2 separate regions of the Lactuca sativa genome follow, and region 1 is linked to region 2. A link is a contact called in public Hi-C data. All regions are on one chromosome and are shown on one strand. The core of a region is the stretch at or near the end of the contact, and the rest is flanking DNA. Distances in the headings are between cores, read along the strand shown.

Evidence for each region. Hi-C and Micro-C count contacts between places; a contact is called where the count stands out from the background.
Region 1: a contact with region 2 is called in a Hi-C map of bud, with 7 times the contacts expected there. The contact joins the promoter of LOC111918185 here to the promoter of LOC111918233 in region 2. A contact is called at or near these places in 2 of 4 Hi-C or Micro-C datasets (bud and leaf).

The regions. Positions count from the first base shown.
Region 1 is chr9:199,352,966-199,359,967 of Lsat_Salinas_v11, reverse strand. LOC111918185 (protein RADIALIS-like 1) reads left to right here and starts at 5,457. Exons shown (of 2, transcript XM_023913843.2): 1 at 5,457-5,830; 2 at 6,234-6,477. The coding sequence starts at 5,578. The coding sequence ends at 5,829.
Region 2 is chr9:199,190,958-199,197,646 of Lsat_Salinas_v11, reverse strand. LOC111918233 (3-ketoacyl-CoA synthase 9) reads left to right here and starts at 4,235. Exons shown (of 1, transcript XM_023913903.3): 1 at 4,235-5,897. The coding sequence starts at 4,285. The coding sequence ends at 5,826.

The DNA of each region.
Region 1 (7,002 bases), core at 4,208-6,707, 160 kb before region 2:
CAATTGAAGGCTATAAATGTCATCGTCCAATTTGTATTTTTGGATCATTGGATGCGAGTTTTATATTTTTCCAAACTAAAAGTGGGTACCCTTTATGAGAATAATGTTTCTATGCTAAAACATGAAGTAGAGGAACAAAAGCATATGATTCTGCATTTCCTTTTTCTACAAAATATAATTCAACGACAACATGAGCATACAAGATTCCATGACCCACACAAAATCTTTAAGTTGGTACTCAAGAATCTTCTCATGTTGCTACCATTTGTAACAATGTCCGTACTGATGTCCTAATTCCTGATTTACGTTAATTATAATTATAAATATTTTCTTGAAAACGATAAAATTCGCCTAATTGAGGGATTGATGAATATTATAAGTTCATGAACACAAAGAAGGAAGATTTGAACACTACAAAAAAGATTGAAAAACAAACCAATCATCGTCTCCAGTGTGTCAAGTGAACCATCCGAACAACTTGCATGTCTTTTTATTTTTATTTTTTTACATTGTCTTATTTGTAATTGTTTTGTTTGATATGTATTTAACTGGGATTGAAATAGTGTGATTGATGACATAAAAATTGCAATTTTTTATAATTTGTTTTACCTGAAATGAGATGAACGCTTTTTCATATCCTCATAATGGATTACTCCAAAAAGTTTGTCTAGTCCAGTCTATTTCATTGCGTCGTCCGTCGTCCATTTATTGAACTGTTTTGTCCATTTATAAGTAAACAAACGCATAGGACTTGTTACTTTGCTTTATTCAAACTTATGTTTTCAAAGGTCATAAACTACTTCCCATGCATCTAATCTTCAAACTTCAAACTTCATTCAAAGATTTTTATTGAATATTAGATTTTATCCTTATGATGCATGGACCATCTCTCCATTAAAACCGGATTCCTATTTGCTTTGCTAGTAAGGGGAAGAAACTCTTATCACAAGGCATACTTAAAAGGTTAGAAAACAATGCATATGGGGCCATGCAAAGTTCAAAGTAGGAGGTTTCATCAACTTGTTAGATGGACTTTAGCCGCTGTATAGATTCTTAAAAAAAAGTTGTGTTACATATTTTTCTTCCCATGATCATTACAGCCCCATTATCGTGTGGCCAAAATCCTACATATGTGACTTCAGCAACTTGACCAATCATTGTCTTGTTCTTTCCTATGTTCCATAATCTTTTTACGACTTTTAAGAAAAGTATTGTTTTGATGTTTAACAGAAATCTTGAAGCTAGAGAAACATCGACAACACCAATCATTACATTGATGGAGAGATAGAGTTGTGTTCATGCAAACCGGTTGTAGTTGTTACAATTGGTGAGAGATGTGACCCATGGACAGAAAAGAAATTAGCTTGAAGTTATCCTTAATCTACTGGGTGGTGTAGTCTATATGGAAGGCCCAAAATTCTTGGCTGTTCGGGGAAAGGAAAGTATCCCGTGTAAAAGTGGTGTATAAAATTCAGTTAAATGCTTACAATTAGATTAAGTACGTTCCATTTGTTGGCTTGATTGATTTATTTTTCCTTATTAGGCTTGTAACTTGTAATTTTTGTACTTTGTTTTTCGTTCTAGCTCATTGCTGGATTTTTATACGTTAAAAAAATTTAATTTGTTTTCTTACTAAGAACATCTGAAATGCATAAGTCTTTTATAAAGACTATTGTATTTGTAATTAGATTTTTCACTAACAATTTGATAAAAAGGTTTTACTATTAACTCATATAAAGCTTTTTTAATCTCTTAAGAATGATTTGCGGGATAAAAAAGCTTTTTACTAGGAGGTTATATATTTTTAAATGACCCATTTAAAATGTAATGTTTTCTTTTTTTCAAAAGGTTTGCATCGAAGATGTTCTAAGGCCATGCTTGGAATGTTCGTATATATATATATATATATATATATATATATATATATATATATATATATATATATTAGAGGTTTTTCTTTCTTTCTTTCTTTTTTTTTAAAAAAAAAAATTATAATTTAATGTTAATCTATATTAGAAAAGTAGTAATGTTTATCTTATAAATAAGATTGAACATTTTAGGGACTCCTTGTAGTACAAATATCAAAATACTATACTCAAAGGTATAAAAATCAAAAGATTAAGGAATATAGTATTCTCATGTACGTACCTTACATGATGCCTTCATATTTCCCCGCATCAGCAAATCAACTACGATATAATTCAACCTCTTTATGTGTGAGAGAGAGATGAAACTTTAATGCAAAAATTATAAAAAAATGGTAATATAAATGAAATTATTAATTGCAACAATGAAACACTGAGCCGGCTAAGGGTTACCATCAACTCACCATAAAAATGTATGTCTATTACCAAACTATTAACTACTACGAAACTATTAACCTTTAGAAATGGTTACCACTTTATAATATTTAACTTTTTATTTATTATTTTTTTTTGACATTAAATAAAATAAAAAACATAATTAATTAATAAGAACATTACTTAAAACCAATTACATAACTTAAATTTAGAGGTTGTTTGGCTTAGCTTTTTAAACCCTAAAAGTTTTTTTTGAAAAAGTTACAAAAAGTCAGGATTTCATGATTTTTCCAAAAAGTTCTTTTTGCTTATGTAAAAACTTCAAAAGAAACCATTTTGCCAAACATCTTTTGTTTTTTTTTCTTTTTCAAAAAATACTTTTGGTTTTAAAAAGCCAAGCCAAACACCCCCTTAAAACCTAAATTACTAAAAAAAACATAGAATTTTAAACCTAAGTTACTAAAAAAACATAGAAAATAATAATAATAATAATAATAATAATAATAATAATAATAATAATAATAATAATAGGAGTATAAAAGTCTATAGGGTGGAATTTATAAATTTTAAAAATCTATTTTGCGAAGGAAATTAGGGATGAGATTTGTTACTTTTGACCCAAATTACTTAACAGACCATAGTCTACAATTGTTGAAAAATATGTTCCTCACTTGAAGACCTACATATTTCACATCTTCAAAGTTTTGCATATTTTGCATCTTCAAAGTTTAAATGTCAAATGTTTTTTTTAATTGCTTCTAAGGCCTCCAAACCGTCAAAAAGGAAGCCAACCAATAGCAAGCTCCGTCTTCGTCCGTCTTTGTAGAGACTCCAACAAAGTCAACGGACGTTGGAGCGGTGTTCACGCGTCCTTGTGGCTGCCAAGTCAGCTTTAACGTGTGAGTTTATACTCTACTCCTAATAGCCTAATGCTAGCCCTTCCACCAAAGATAGATGTGAAATGAAAAAAGAATCTTGTGGTACTGGTGGGTAGATGGGGTACATAAATGGATGTACATGATTGCCTGATATCACCAAGTTTATCGTATAAATCAAAATAATCAAGTAAAATGTACTATATGTGATCATCTTCAACACATAATCAAAATCAATAATAAGATTAATTTTGTATTTATCCGCAAGAGTGTAGAAGGACTTGCCATTCTTTTTAATTGCCTAATATTATTATCCATGATGTAATGAAATCCGGCTAATACCGTGGAATAAAAGATTTGCTAACGTTACATGTTTACATGCTAATATAAACATATTAAGTTAATTACTAGTTTAGTCTATTCTTATTGTTAAATGTTAATTTCCGTTCTAGCGTTTAAATCTGATAAGCTAGTTTAAAACTAACCTTAAATGTTACAAGATATTTTTTTTTGCCTTTTATCGAAGAACAACTTAGAAATTTGAAAAATACTTTAAAAATGCGAAGAACAACTATCTTATATCCGGATTCCGGATTCCGGAATATCTATTTGAAAATGTTACTTTTTTTTCCCTAGAAAATGTAATTTTAGTATATGACATAAAGTCACTCGGTGACAAATAAATGGACTCCAAAATACAATGTTAATTTCTAACTCGGGTTATTTTGGTAAATAGAGAAAAACTTAGTTACTATATATCTTATATCCTATATATATCTCCCAAAAATTGAAATGAGAGAAACTGTATATAGTACCTAGAGGTTACAGTGACCTTTTATTACATAATATTAAATCCTTCCAAATCTCAAAAAACAATTTTGTTTGTACTGTAGTAAGAGCCAATAAAAATTTAAGACATCAAAGAGATAGATTAAGACAACACATATTTAAAAAAAAAAAAAAAAAAAAAAAAAGGTTGTGGTTACCCTTAAAAGCATTTATATAATATGCATTGTCAGCATGATATTAAGAAATCACCTGGTGTCATTAACTGAAAAAAGTCCATATAAGCTAATCATCGTTCATTTGCTCACTTCATTGAAGATACATATTCATTTCTGACGAAAAACAAATACTGTCTTTATCAATAATCGATCTTTTGTGGTGTGTACGTAAACAGTTTGATCAAATATTTACAATAACAGAAACATTAGTAATGGGAATATGGGATTCATAGTTCATAAGGTAGAATTAACAATTGTAAATGTGTTGACATTTTCGTGTGCGAGTGAAATAAATCATTGTACGGACACAGCTGGCTAGCTACAATACTAATTGGACTTTTCTTTAGGACAAAGGTACTTCTTCAAGATAACCATGTAGTTTTTTTTTTTTTTTTGATAAATTCAAAGGTTACTTCTTTTCTAGTGAACTAGTGGCTCTTAAAGATGGGATTTGACACCTTATGGTCACTTGTTATATATGGCGACTGGACCCACCTTACTCTATGATATGCTTATCTTTTAAGACAGTGACTTACTAAATTGGCCTAATTAAAGATTAGATAGTAGATCCCAATAAACCAAATCGCATGAATGTGGTTGATGCTTGGATTTCAAATACGAAACAAGAAACAAAAAGGCTCGGGGTATCTCCTATATCAAGTAATAGTATACTAAGTCTGTTTTTAAGATCTTGATATGGTTTTAATCCACATGCTGTCATGGAGATTGTAGCTAATAATATGTTGGAAGAGATTGGGGGATCTCTAAGAATTACGAAAATTATCGTAGATATTACCAAAAGAGCCTTTGAGATTGAGGGCTACTCTAACATATAAAAAGAGAGAGATGAGACCATGTCTAGCTGATATGTGAAACGAACACGTTCAATTGTTGTTCAATTTTATGTTCTTCAAAAGAGCTTTTAAGAGAGAGAGTATACTATAACATATATAGATCGAACAGACAAGGCTGTGTTTAGCAGATATGTAACACTAACATTACATCATTAACATTTCCTAATTAAAGATATTGAAGATATGTAACACTAACATTACATCATTAACATTTCCAAATTAAAGATATTGATTCTTCCACCAAACTAGGGATATCTTTTGTCCTACTCATTTGTGGTGCTTAAGGATACAAGTCACTTCAAATTCTTGTCTTTAGGCAACCTTTACAAGCCAACTAGCACAACCCCACTTCACCCCTTCTTTTATGGAGCTATAAAAAGACATTGCCACCTATTGCAACAAACCACTTCTTAAGGCTTGACTTAGAGTACTGTTCTTTATTCTTTACACCTAAAGTCTCACAATTTACTTCCTCGATCTTACTTTTCCACCATTTTCCACACATCAACTCCATACTCTTCCTTTTTCTTCATAGCGTATTTGCATGGCAACTAACTCTATGTCCTCAAGTGGATCGGGTTCATGGACAGCCAAGCAAAACAAGGACTTTGAAGTGGCTCTTTCTGTGTTTGACAAAAATACCCCTGACCGTTGGCACAATGTTGCCAAAGCTGTTGGTGGGAAGACTGCAGAAGAAGTGAAGAGGCATTATGAAATCCTTGTTGAGGATGTGAAGCACATCGAGAGTGGTCAAATTCCTTTTCCAAATTATAGGACCACTAGGGGGCATAACTAAGGTAACATATATACGAAACCAATAATGATCACCCATATACATATAATAACAAGCTATCACCTTCTTTAATTATATATAAATATAATATATCATGTCCCCGTTTTGACCATGTTACACATTGGTTCTAGTTCATATGAATTCATAAAACTAAATAACTAATAGTAACACCTATGATCAATATTAGTTGCTAGAGTACAAAATAGAGTACTTATTGTGGCCTAAAAAATAAATAGTAAAGATCCCAATCTATTCTGAACAATATTACCTTGTGGCAACCATAACAATTTTCAGAAAACAAAACTTATAGGGCTATGGAATAAACGCGAAGAAATTAACTGAAGACAATATTTATAGAAAATGATGATTTTTCTTCTATATTCATGAATCTCTTTTTCCATTTTCAGGAAGACAAACGTAAAGCTAAGCATCAATAAACAGGAGAACGATCTTCGTCTTCCGACTACCATGCAATACTATTACATTATTGTAATTCTGGAATCAATAATAAAATTGATTCCTTGATGTAAGTTGATTTCTGTTACATCCTAGCAGAAAATCTCTATCGTTTATAGTTTTCCTGAGGTGAAAATACCAGTATATATCGTCTGAAATCACAGGCGAAGATCTGGTTTATGCTTCTTTTTTCCATGCAATTTCCGCAATTTTGCTGTAATCAATTCTCTAATGAATTCAATATGTTTATTATATGCGTTATAAAAAAAATCCAAATATATATAAATGAAAGAACCTCTGCTAGATTTATTATTTGAGTTAGGGTTATGAGAGCTTCTAACCTTTGGCTTGAAACTAGGGTTTGCACTGGATGCCTACACGGTCGCTGCATCAGGTAGCATGTATGAAAAAGAATTTGTAAAAAATATTTAAAAAGGGATTTTGAAACAAAAACCTAATATGTAAAATATATATATATATATATATATATATATATATATATATATATATATATATATATATATATATATTAAAAAACACTAACAAAAACAATCTAAAGAAATCTTATATAAAGACATTTCTCCATGATTTTTTGATATTATTACCAATTATAATAGCTAGCCCTAAAAATATTAGACAATTATTGTTACATAGATGATTGATAAACTTTTTGTTGTTATTCCTAATGGTTGTTAGCTACGTTTGATTATGATAAATGAT
Region 2 (6,689 bases), core at 2,986-5,485:
ATACGGTGTTTTTCTCCTCTGTAGGTATATTGAATTCCCGGGCTGTCTTACTTCCGATTCTGACCCTGGTCCCCATTGCTTCATAATGAAGATTTTGAATCTCGGAAGTTCATGTGAATCTCTCATTGATGTCCTTAATAGGGTAAGGGCACTAAATGATTTCTATAGTTTATGTACTTCTCATATGTTTCTTTCTTGGGATTCCCCTAATGAAATTCCGTTGGATCCTCCTTGACTCTTCTATTGATTTCCAGAGTATTTATCTAAGGCGTTTATACGAGAATGGGAATGTCTAAAGAATGTATGAGAAAATTTAAATTTTTACAAAGGTGATCCTTCCTGGTCCTCCTATAATCACATGGGGTGTACCGATTATATATAATCCAGATCAAATAGACCTTCGAATAAGTAATCCTACTCTAAAACCACATCCAAACAAGGAAAAGGAAGTAGAGTGAAAATAACCTATTCTAAGTCCATAAAATCTCAGCTATATATAACCTTAACGTATCCACTTAGTACTTATAGACTTATCAGAAAAGATCTTTTTAACATTTCCCAAAAGTTTACTTAAAATACTTCCATGGTATTTGATTCTTGGACTTCCAGTTATTAGAAGTCTTTGAGATTATGGATTAATTGTTATTTGGATTGTTTATTCTTATTTAATTTATTATGCCAAATTTGATTGCAAGATCCATATGTGTTAAAGATTATTGCATTATTCCATATTGCTGAATTAATTGAGTTTAAATGATCATTCTGAGTGTGTTAATTTGAATCATAGTTATCCATGATCATTGGTAATTATGACTAGAGTTAGATCAAAACCTAGGGTTAGGAAATAAAGTGATAAACTTTAATGTGTGTGTGCATGAGTAGATGATCATTCTATTCATGATTTAATTCCAATGATCATTAGGATTAATAAAGATCAAATCTTGCTTAATACGAACTAAACACCGATTTACATGATTGTTTGTTCACTTGATCACTGAATTAATAGTTGCGTTGAAATCAAAAGATTAGTAGTCTGGTTATGATGTCGGTCATATTAGGAATTGGTGAATAATGAGTAAATATCCATTGCACTTAGTAGCTAGCAGTATTTTGAGATGAAATCCAGTCTAAACCAAAGTACCTAAAGAGCTTTGTTTCCAGTCAGTTTATCGAGATTTTCCGTTTAGCTGTTTGTTTGAGATTTAATTCCAATAAGCCCCTCTTTACTGTTTTTGTGTGTTTAGTGTAACCTATAATAAAAAACTCCAAATTAATTCACTATCATTCCCCTTGTGTTCGACACCTGGTTTTACCACAACTATACTATTGCACGATTAGGTACATTGCCAAGTGTGTTTATTACTTAGGTTGCGATAAAATTAGTTTTATAAATTTAAAACTTGAGCAATTTCAAATATATACATAAAAACACACATCAAAAGTATTCTAGATATGATGGTGTATTGTACTTTATAGTATCCTACTTTCTAGTTTTTCCTATTTTAATATTGTACTTTGAGAAATCTTACCAATTTGTATCTCATTCTTGCATTTGTGATGAATAATTATGGTGTGTTGAAAGAGGAACCAAATTTGCATTTGTTGATGATTTACCCACATGGTGGATGTTGTTGATTGCCGCATGTTATACGTTTTTACCCTTATGGGTGAAAATAAGTACACCTCATGTATTGGATCTAATATATATAATAGCAATGTATTTTCTTACTTGTTTAAAGTTGTTAAAAATATGTAGTTTCTAAGTCATTTGTCTTCTTCTCACATGTCACTAATTTACAACTAAGACAAACACAACTTAAATAGCATTTGATGGATTTTATGAGATAATTTAACACTCGGTAATCCAGCAAATGGTTTCTAGTTGTTAAACATTTATTATATTTTGTGTGTAGGTGTATTAGACATTTTTATATATTAGATGATTTGTATAGTATGTCTATTAATTTAAGTTGTTTATCATAATAACGTACATGATGTTAACTGAACAATATTTGACATATAAATGATTTTAAGTTGTTCAACAATAGTCATGACAAATAAAAAAGTGTGATCAAATGTCAATAATAGTCACCATTTAATCTATTATGTGTCACTAAAAGTCGATAATAGTTATGACAAACGAAAAAACATGTGACTAAAAGTAGTTTATAATCAATGGTTAATATATTACGTGCTACTAAAATTCAATAGTAATCATAACAAACGACAAAACATATGACTAATTGTAGTTTATGGTCACAGTTTAATAAAAGATGTGTTACTAAAAGTTAGTAATAATCATGACAAATGAACGAAACATATGACTAAAAGTAGTTTATGGTCATAGTTTAATATATTACGTATCACTAAAAGTCAACAATAACCATGTCAAATGAAAAAACATTTGACTAATATTAGTTTAATGGTCATGCTTTAATCTATTATGTGTCACTAAAAGTCAGTAATAATCATGAAAACAAAACAACTTGTTAGTGAGTAATTTATTGTGACGGTTATAAAAAAAATGATTGATAAAACTACAAAAATCGGTACCCTTTGATGACGGTTTTTACGTATAATAGTAATGGTTTTTTATGGGTTATAGTCAACACAATTAAACGTTATCATAACTTACCTTTAATGATGAACTTTTCCTTTCATATTAAATGAAAAAAAATACATCATAAAATGTCTATGGTGACAAGTTTTTTGCGTGACCAAAGACCAATTTTTTACTAGTGAAACAACATTGAATAATTAACAACTTATCATCTTCCAAATTACATATTAGACAAGTAACAATACCCAACATGTGTTTCCATCAAGTTATCTACTAATAGATTGATATGAATGATCTTTTGGAGACATAATGCGAATAATCAATAAAAACATCTGTCTAAAATACCAAAACAAAAATAGTAACAAGAACGAGAAAAAACCAGCGTCGAACAATAACAACAACAAGAATCAATTACCAAGAGATAGAAAAGCATACCCAAAAAAAGGAGATCAAAAAGTATACCTAACAAAATTAGATCGAAACCAAATCTACTAAACATATACCAAATAAGGACATTTTGATCCATGATAGTGTGCATGCTACAAAGTTTTCCACAATCATGAAATTAACAGACATGAATCGAATAGCGCTCTAATACCTCGCGTATAAATTGATAAAAAAAAAAAAAAAAAATCAAAGGAATAAAACTAAGGTCTATTATTGAAATAAAAAGTGAATTACAACTATAAATACATAAATAAGGAAGGTATATATGGTGAACTTATGCATAAATAAAAGGTCAATGAAAAAATAACCCAATATTTTTTTTTATTATGCTAACACTCTACACCATAAATATCTATTAAAATATACATGTTCATATGAAACCCAATATTTTTATTAAGCTAACACTCTACACCCGTAAATGTCTTTTAAAATACATAACAACATATGTCATTTAATATGATAGCCATCATGATTTTGCGTGTGTTACAAAATCATCTAAAGCGATGCTTGTGAGCCTCGATTGCAGTTCACATGCTAAGAAACATATACCCACATTGATTGTGATGTTACGATAACCATCAATCAATTACGATGAAGGTGTTGAACTAAGTTATTAATCATAAAACTTAATGACATTATGTAGTAAGAATTATAGTTTAGAGTTCCAACTATAAAAACCAAACTCTTCTAATGTTTGATAGAACGTAATAAATACATGTTATATAGTTAAAATATGAAAACTTGCATGTAAAAAATAAAATATGATGTTTAACATTTTCCATGTCAATCGTGATGATACGTACGTACGTAGTTTAGTGGTGGTGTAGTGTAACTCGAGACACTAGATCACAATAGATCTAGAGGTCAAATCCTTATAAAACATCCAAAATTGTGTGTGTTTTGTAAATGACCTTCAACATAACTTTTAGAGCCGTCTATATAATACAATTGAGTACCTTGAAGGAGAATAAAAATGTAAGATTCATTTTTATAACAAATAAATAGCTTTAACAAAAACTTGTAAATAAATAAACAATAATCTAGTTTAGGGACACTATATTTTTCCATTAGGATAAGTAATAATAATATAACCAATTATTGAAGAAACCATTCAAATTCACGACACGTGGACCTTGGCAGTTGATGGTTGGATCGACTTTATTTCTCAAAGTTAATTGTTCCATACCGTTTCTAGTTTCTACTATCCTTCTCTATATATAGTATTTCACCTCTTCGCCAACTCTCCACAAAACCAGTCCTTTCAACCACTACCACTAATGGCCACCACTTCTCTCCACCAGTCCACCGCTGAAAGCGCCACCACCGTCGAGATTCAACAACTGAGTCACCCACTTCCAAACTTTCTCAATAGTGTTAAGCTGAAATACGTCAAATTAGGCTACCACTACCTCATGAGACACCTTGTTACCCTCCTATTCCTCCCTCTTATCGCCATCACCGCTGTCCATGCTTCCCAGGTAAACCTTGATGAAATCGGAAAACTGTATCTTCATCTTCAGTATAATTTCATCGCCGTCATGGCGTTATCTGGAGTTGCCGTTCTTGGATCCACTGTCTACCTTATGAGTCGACCAAGACACGTGTACCTTGTTGATTACTCATGTTACCGTCCGCCGGAAAACTTGAAAGTCAAATTCGACGTGTTCATGGAACGCTCGAAACTGCATGGAGGTTTCAATGAGTCAGCGCTGGAGTTCCAAAGGAAGATACTTGAACGTTCTGGTCTTGGAGAAGAGACTTATCTCCCACCGGCGCTGCACAGCGTTCCGCCGGTACCTTCCATGGCCGCTGCTAGAGAAGAAGCGGAGCAAGTTATGTTTGGAGCTCTTGATAATCTGTTCAAATCCACCAACCTTGATCCCAAAGATATTGGAATCTTGGTTGTGAATTGCAGTCTTTTTAATCCGACCCCGTCGCTATCTTCCATAATAGTCAACAAATACAAACTCCGGGGAAATATTAAATCCTTTAACCTCGGTGGTATGGGGTGCAGCGCCGGCGTGATCGCCGTTGATTTGGCCAAAGACATGCTACAGGTACACCGTAACAGCTACGCAATTGTCGTCAGCATGGAGAACATAACTCAAAATTGGTACTTCGGGAACAAAAAATCAATGCTGATCCCAAACTGTTTATTTAGAGTCGGTTGCGCCGCCGTGCTTTTATCAAACAAGTCCACCGATAAACGCCGTGCAAAATACAAACTCCTTCACGTCGTACGAACCCACCGTGGATCTGATGACACCGCATTCAACTGCGTCTACCAAGAAGAAGACGACGCCGGAAAAGTCGGAGTTTCACTATCCAAAGACTTGATGGCGATCGCCGGTGGTGCATTAAAAGCAAACATCACCACTTTAGGCCCACTCGTCCTTCCGATCAGCGAGCAGCTTTTGTTCTTCGGCACCCTAATCGCAAGAAAACTAACAGACTCCAGATTAAAACCTTACATACCGGACTTCAAGCTTGCGTTTGATCACTTCTGTATTCATGCCGGCGGGAGGGCAGTTATAGACGAGCTGGAGAAGAACTTGCAGTTGTCGGAGGAACACGTGGAGCCGTCGAGGATGACGTTGTATAGGTTCGGAAACACGTCATCAAGCTCGATCTGGTATGAGCTGGCTTACACGGAGGCTAAAGGGCGTATGAAGAAAGGAAACCGTGTTTGGCAAATAGCTTTCGGCAGCGGTTTTAAATGTAACAGCGCCGTTTGGGAAGCCATTCGAACCGTCAACCCGTCGGATAGTAACCCGTGGGCCGATTGCATTCATAAATTCCCTGTAGAAATATGTGTGTAAATGTATTATTTTAGTGTTGGAGAATTATAAAATATCATATATATATACCCTAGTTTGACTTGTTTTTCCAACTCTTGAAGTAAGTATGATTGGACTTATTGAACTTAAAGGGTTGTATACTTGTATTCTCTATTTGTTTTTTTTTTTTTTTTTTTTTTTTTAATTATAAGAAAATATTGGAAGTTGTTGTGTTCATTAAACAGTAGTCAAAGATGCATGACGTCGATTTTATATATAATATATTTTATTCTTTCGTGTTAAATTATAGACTAATGATGGTACTTACACAGTCTCTTTCCCATTCGAGTGATATTTGAATATTTCTATTAATCTTTAGTTTACGTACACGTGAAAAGGTGATACAAAGAAATGAAAATGAAAGAAAGTTATTTGTAGTGTTTATCAAACTAGTGTCAAAGCTAATAATTTTATTTATAAGAGCTAACTTCAAAGCTAGAATGTGAAATTACCATTGAATATGGCTTTTCCTTTATGAATCGTACAGTTTCACTCACAGTAAATGCTTTGTTGGGTCGATTAGTAATTCTATGTCACTCATTACATAAGACATGGTCCGAATGCCTCAAGAATGTGTTTTGGATATATAAGATGTGGTAGCAATCTGATACGGTTAGTCGAGGTCAATGCCATTTAAAACATGGTTGAATAGGATTCACTATCTGCACTTGCAGGTTCTTCAAAATATTTTATATGCATATATATACCACCAAGCTACCGCCCTCTTAAAGGCTACTTATGTCGTTTTCTCGATATAACTTCTCTTGTCCTACCATATTCTGAGAAGTAGCTGTAACATTGTCATCTTATCCACAATCATTAGGTCGGTAGTGTTTGATATATAA